Regions from separate parts of the Ovis aries genome. Here region 1 is linked to region 2. A link is a contact called in public Hi-C data. All regions are on one chromosome and are shown on one strand. The core of a region is the stretch at or near the end of the contact, and the rest is flanking DNA. Distances in the headings are between cores, read along the strand shown. Region 1 holds the start of NSUN2 (NOP2/Sun RNA methyltransferase 2). Region 2 has its middle 15 kb from the start of TENT4A.

Evidence for each region. Hi-C and Micro-C count contacts between places; a contact is called where the count stands out from the background.
Region 1: a contact with region 2 is called in a Hi-C map of hypothalamus, with 2.8 times the contacts expected there. The contact joins the promoter of NSUN2 here to the enhancer-like site in region 2. A contact is called at or near these places in 4 of 16 Hi-C or Micro-C datasets (blood, hypothalamus, muscle and 1 more).

The regions. Positions count from the first base shown.
Region 1 is chr16:66,654,998-66,658,260 of ARS-UI_Ramb_v3.0, forward strand. It overlaps NSUN2 (NOP2/Sun RNA methyltransferase 2), which reads left to right and starts at 1,819. Exons shown (of 20, transcript XM_042233950.2): 1 at 1,819-1,975; 2 at 2,071-2,228. The coding sequence starts at 1,889. It overlaps SRD5A1 (steroid 5 alpha-reductase 1), which reads right to left and starts at 1,207. Exons shown (of 5, transcript XM_027980176.3): 1 at 873-1,207. The coding sequence starts at 1,153.
Region 2 is chr16:66,567,350-66,570,715 of ARS-UI_Ramb_v3.0, forward strand. No RefSeq gene overlaps it. Among named protein-coding and RNA genes, the nearest start is that of TENT4A, 15 kb to the left of the region's middle. Within about 2 kb of position 1,737, at least 14 of the 54 cell types and tissues checked have an H3K27ac peak or open chromatin away from gene starts, as enhancers often do. A contact at or near this core is called in hypothalamus, where this site is marked.

The sequences.
Region 1 (3,263 bases), core at 569-3,068, 88 kb after region 2:
CCCACATTCCCAAAGCAGTTGAGCTAAGGTCCCTGACGGGCAGAGAACACCCCTTTTAACTGGGCAGCCTTTCGAAGTCTGAATACAAATTTTCAAATTTTGATTTTAAGCTTTCGAGCAGCCATTTGGTTTAGCTATGCAAAAGTGTGAAAATATTAGTCGCTCAGTTGTGTCCGACCCTCTGCGACCCTATGGACTGTAGCCCGCCAGGCTCCTCTGTCCGCATGGATTCTCCAGGCAAGAATACTGGAGTGGGTTGCCATTCCCTTCTCCAGGGGGTCTTCCCCATCCAAGAATCGAACCCAGGTCTCCTGCAATGCAGGCAGATTCTTTACCAGATGAGCCACCAGGGAAGCTGTGCAAAAGCCAAAGCCTAAGACCCGGAGAGAGTCCCAACTTGTTACAGACCTGAAGGGTACAGACACAGCCAATGAGCCTTCTTCACAAAAACCAAACATCTGTAAGTTAGCTTAAAGACCTTAGATGTGTTTACCGCTTATTTCTTGGAAGGCTACTTCCACAGTGCTGGAGGCACCTGCCTGTATTGTAGAGGAGAAAGTCCCTGAACGTGACCCATTCAGTAACTGGAAACCAGACCCCCAAGGTGCATCTGACAGGGGGCAACAATCTTCCCCTCAACAGAGTCCACGATGGAACTAGAAAAGCAGGAAGACGGCGCTGGGGGAGAGAGAGCAGGGGCGCACGGAGAGGGCGCCAGGACCTGGTGCACAGGTGCAGGGAGCCGGCCCGGGGTGGCACGCGGGTGGTGCACCAGGGGCGGTGGGGAGAAGGTGGCGCACCAACCAGGGGCGGCGGGGAGAAGGGGGCGCAACAGGGGCGGCTGGGGGAAGCGCGGGGCCGCCCGCTCTTACCGTTGCGCATAGTGGACGAGGAACATGGCCAGGAGGATGCAGTTGGGCCAGCGGTTGAGGCGCTCGGCCGGCGCGCCCGCGCACGCGAGGAGCGGCAGGGCCAACGAGGGCAGCTCCTGCACGGCCCAGGCGGCCCGCGCCGGCAGCTCGAAGGCAGAGCCGGGCGACGCGTAGCGCCCGTAGGGCGAGCCCACCAGCTTCAGCAGCACGTAGCACACGACGCCCAGGGCGCATTCCAGGTAGGCGAGCGCGTCCAGCAGGAACCGCTCGGCCAGCTCCATGGTGGGTGACGGCAGGCGTGCTCCATGGCCCGGCGGCTGCGTCGGGCCACATATAGGGCGGCGGCGGCGGCGGGCGGGGTGAGGTGGGGGGCGGGAGGCGCGGTTACCTGAGGCCGGCGACCGCGGTCAAAGCCCTCGGCCCGGATCCGCCCCGTGCGGGCGGCCCCGGAGCCACGCGCCCCCAGTCTCCCTAGTCCTGGGTGCGCGCGGGGGACCGGGTGGGAGGCCTGGGGCGCCGGCTCGCCACAACCACACGGCCAGAACCCCGCCCATTCCAGGCCCTCCCCGACCGTCTCACCAATCCCGGGTGCGCGCCGCGGACCCGCCCCGCCCACGCGCCTAGAGCCCCCCCATGCCCCGCCCTCTAGACCCCGCCCACTCCGGGCACTCCCGGACCGTCTACCTTAGTCGCGGGTGCGCGCCGGGGACGGGGCACGACGTCCGCCCGCCCGCCCCTCCCACGCTGCTAGAGCCCCGCCTACTAGGCCCCCGCCCACTTCGGACCCTCCCCGACCGAGCGTCATTTCCGCGGTGCGCACGCGCGACCTCGGGCTGCCCGCATCGGTGCCTGAGCCGACGCGGAAATCCTTGCGCTCCTGCAGGTCCCTCCCTCCCTGCAGGTCCCGGGGAGGCGCATGTGCGGACCCGCGGGGTCCTCGAGCTGCAGCCCGGAAGTGCTAGCGGCCGACGGTGGCGGGTCGGGCCGTACGGGCGGCGTGCGCGGCCGCGTGGGCCATGGGGCGGCGGTCGCGGGGCCGGCGGCTCCAGCAGCAGCAGCAGCGTTCCGAGAGCGCGGAGGACGGCGGAAAGCGCAATGGGGCGGTAGGACCCGGGGGAGGGCGGGCCGGGGCCCCGAGGCCTGCGGGGCGGCGAAGGGCGGCTTTGCGGCCCCGGGTGCCAAGTTTCTCACTCCTCAGGGCTGGGAAGGCGGCTATCCCGAGATCGTCAAGGAGAACAAGCTGTTCGAGCACTACTACCAGGAGCTCAAGATCGTGCCCGAGGGCGAGTGGGACCAGTTCATGGGAGCGCTCAGGGAGCCTCTCCCGGCCACTTTAAGAATTACCGGTTACAAGAGGTAAGGGGGTCGTGCCTTTCGCGTTTCTCGGAGAGTTGGGGTTTAGAATGCCCCGGGTTTAAAACGGAAATGTATTTCTCCCAAGAAGCACACGTCAGCGGTGTGGATGCCAGAGCCTGGAGGCCTTGAGAAGAGGGAGCATGGGTGTCCCAACAGAGTACGGGGAGGAGGACCTGGCAAGTTGGGAGGTTAGAATCAGACACGAGTGTGCAAGATGAGAAGCAGTTGACTCTTGGGGGCCCGTTGACGATGCCCCACCCTTTGGAACACATGAGAACCTGTGACATTAGTGAGTGTTAAGTGAAGCTTATGGTGGTGGTGTTTTTTTTTTTTTGAGTCGTGTAACCGAGCACGTGGGCTTATTGCTAGCTGCAGAATGAAAAGACCAAATAAAGAGGCAACAGTCTTGGAGAAAGCGAAAAGGCTTAAGATAGTCAAGCAAGGAGACAGGAGGCAGTGATCAGCTCCTTCCCGTCAGCTGTTGAGCAGGGTATTTATCCATGGAAGTAGGGAGTAAGTGGAGGAGGGGGCCCTGGAATGATGGGTGGAAATTAAAGGTAAGTTTCCAGCGTCCCCTGCAGGTGCAGCTGTGCTTCATCCCTTTTTATGTGCAAGTTTGGGGTGGGGAGTCTGTTACATGTGGTGGCTTTTCACTTTGTGATGTCTAAAGTTTACTGTGGGTTACTTAACTTATTAAAAACGATAATTACGAATATTTTGGCCTCAGCCCATGGCATGTGGGATTTTAGTTCCCAGACCAGGGATCAAACCTGCACTCCCTGCATTGGAAAAAAATAGTCTTAACAACTGGACCGCCAGGGACTGTCCCTGCAGTGGGCTGTGTTAGTCCTTTGATGTGCCTCTGCTGGGCAAAATGGCCTTTAGGACTGTTGTGGTCAGATCCTGTTTCGGTGGTGTCCTTCGAAACAAACTTAGAGATGTCACTTAATCAAGTTGTTTCTTCCTTATGAACCTTCAGTGTGTAAGTTTCAGGATACGGTTGCAGTTGTACCTTTTGAAGATGACCTGAAAGTG
Region 2 (3,366 bases), core at 487-2,986:
CTCATTGGAAAAGACCCTGATGCTGGGAGGGATTGAGGGCAGGAGGAAAAGGGGACGACAGAGGATGAGATGGCTGGATGGCATCACTGACTCGATGGATGTGAGTCTGAGTGAACTCCGGGAGTTGGTGAGGGACAGGGAGGCCTGGCGTGCTGCGATTCATGGGGTTGCAAAAAGTCGGACACGACTGAGCAACTGAACTGAACTGAACTGAACGACCCATGACCCCATCTCACCGGCTTCTAGGAATAACACGGGCAACACCTCCCCCGCACTATCTTCATCACACTTGCACCATTCAGGGACCCTCACAGGAGGAGCAGCTCCTCTCAGCCCCACGGCGAGGGAAAAGGGAGACCTAGCCAAGCCGCAGGTGACCCTCAGTGTTCTGCTGGGATGTGGTGATGCTACATACAGTCTCATTCTGCTGGCTGAAGCCATGCCCGAGGGAGAAGATGTGATGGGTGGCCCTCTGATAGAAGATGGAGAACAACCAGGAGGAAGGATGCTCCAATAATCAGCTCCCACAACACCTCTGGATGAAGGATGCTACCTTGCAGGTACCGCTTCTCACCAGTGGTCCACCCACTCACAGACGATGCTGCTGTGGTCCAAGCTGCTTCTGGGGTTTGCAGGCTCTGCCTCAGTCTGGCTAAGTTTAAAAACAGCCATTAACAAGTCCATTTCTTTTTATCTTAAAAATATTCAAGATTGGTGAATGCTTTGCCATCAGGATGTCTGGAGATAAGAAACCACTTCGGATGGTGAAGGTTCTGCTTTGTCCTCATGGTTGTGTCTGTCTCGATTCTTCTGTAAATAAATGCATCCACTTGCACGTTCATGACACAGTTACTGCACAGACCTGTGTGGAGTCCCTCCCACAAGACAGGCGCAGGATGGACAGCAGGGAACACTTTAGGGACCGTCTGTGTGACTCCTCCCATCAGAAAGTCAGAATGAGGGCTTCTACTTACCTACCTCGGTCGCAGGGAAGGTCCTGCCCCAAGGAGCAAAAGGTCAAGGCTTGGAAGCAGGTGCTAAAAGTTCTGGGCAGAAAGTCTTCATAGGACCAACCATGGGCCATGAACCATGAGCCAGCTCAGAGTGAGGTGACCTTGGTGATGTCCCCGTCTCCTGCCCCGGGCTGGGACAGGGAGACTGCCAACCTTCCCACCCTTCAGCAGAGCTCAACAGGGTGTCCCATACAATGTTGTTTGCTGAATAAAAGAACTGACATTCAAGATCCTCCCAACTGGACCTCAGTCTCCAGACCAGCCTTTCCCCAAACCACTCCTCCACTTGCTGGAGCCCAGACTCTCAGAGTTCTTTGCTCACAGCCTCTGAGCCAAGTGAGCTGCCAGCTTTCTTGTCTCTGACCTGCATTCTCTGAAAGTTTCTCTCAACCTCGTCTTTGCCTCTCCCAGTGTAACCTGAACCTCCCAGACCTGGGTGCAGCCAAAATCTTTGCAGGACTTTTCCTGGCCACAGTGAGATGGGACTGGGAGGTGGAGGCTGACAGTCATTCTGAACATCACCCAAGTGATTTTGAAAAGGAGAGGTGGGCTTCTCCCATTGTCTGGAATGAGGTAACTCTGGTATCACTTGATTATGACCCTTTTACTCAGTGCTCCAGGTGGACCGCAGGATTCATCCCAGCAGGAGTCTTGGGACACTGAGCCCTGCACCGCCCCGGCTCCGCGGCTGGCCGGCAGGAGGCGCTCAATGCACGCGGGTGTGGCGTGTTTCCAGCGGCTCCTCCCCTTTTTCCTGATTGACAGGGAGGGCACTGGGCCTTCTCACAGTGGGCAGAGATATCGCAGCATCTCAGGGGAGGCTCCTACTGCTAAATCGCTTCAGTCATGTCCAACTCTGTGCGACCCCAGAGACGGGAGCCCACCAGGCTCCCCCGTCCCTGGGATTCTCCAGGCAAGAACACTGGAGTGGTTGCTGTTTCCTTCTCCAATGCATGAAAGTGAAAAGTGAAAGTGAAGTTGCTCAGTCGTGTCCGACTCCTAGCGACCCCATGGACTGCAGCCTACCAGGCTCCTCCGTTCATGGGATTTTCCAGGCAAGAGTGCTGGAGTGGGGTGCCGTTGCCTTCTCCGAAACGTCCCTAAACACATCTGGGTCCAGATCTTTAAAAAGAGCTACAGAAGTTTCAAACAAGCAGCAGACAAGACATGGTTCATCTCCTGCCACAGGCAGCAGAAAAAGGAATCTGAAGACAAGAAAGACATTCGAATCTATAAATATTTAAGAAGCAACCACCCCACGCCAGGGTGCCAGGCTCTGAGCTGGCCGCTATCCCAAAGAACTCAGCTTAGCGGACAAGGGAGAAACTTTTCCACGCTGGTTTGAAAACATAAGTCCTTACCAAGAAAAACGGCTTTTCCCAGTGGCTCCGCAGTGAATAATCTGCCCTCAGTGCAAGAAACGTGTAAGGACACGCGGATTTGATCCCTGGGTGGGGAAGATCCCCTGGAGAAGGTCATGGAAACCCACTGCAGTATTCTTGCCTGGAGAACCCCATGGAAAGAGGAGCCTGGTGGACTACAGTCCAAGAGGTCACAGAGAGACATGACTGAGCAACGGAACAAAAAAAGTTAAAACAGTAAGATTGAAATGGGTCACTCGATCAGTCAAGTGGTGTCCAGTGAATTTAACACAATTGCTGACATGGATTATCGGGTGCTAAAAGTTCCCCAAAATGTCACTTAGAGGAAAAGTGAAGTGAAATTCATTCAGTTATGTCTGACTCTTTGCGATCCCATGGCATTCTCTAGGCCAGAATACTGGAGTGGGTAGCCTTTCTCTCTCCAGGGAATCTTCCCAACCCACATCTCCCGTATTGCAGGCAGATTCTTTACCAGCTGAGCCACCAGGGAAGCCCAAGAATACTGGAGTGGGTAGCCTATCCCTTCTCCAGGGGACCTTCCTGACTCAGAGACAGAACCAGGGTCGCCTGCATTGCAGGTGGATTCTTTACCAAATGAGCTATCAGGGAAGCCCAAAAGGAGATGTTCAATTTATTTTGTCTTTATCTTTGGCTCAATCAAATAATATTCTTAAAATTCACTTCCAGAAGGGAATGATATCACCTACATGTGAGATCCAAAGGAAAAATGATTTTTAAAAAATCAACACTGAATAGTCACCGGAAGGACTGATGCTGAAGCTGAAGCTCCAATACCTCGGCCACCTGATGCGAAGAGTCGACTCCTTGGAAAAGACCCTGATACTGGGAAAGACTGAAGGCAGGAGGAGAACGGGGTGACCAAGGATGAGATGGCATTACCAACTCAATGGACACAAATTTGAGCAAGCTCTGGGAGATAGTGTAGGATGGGGAAGCCTGGTGTGCTGCAG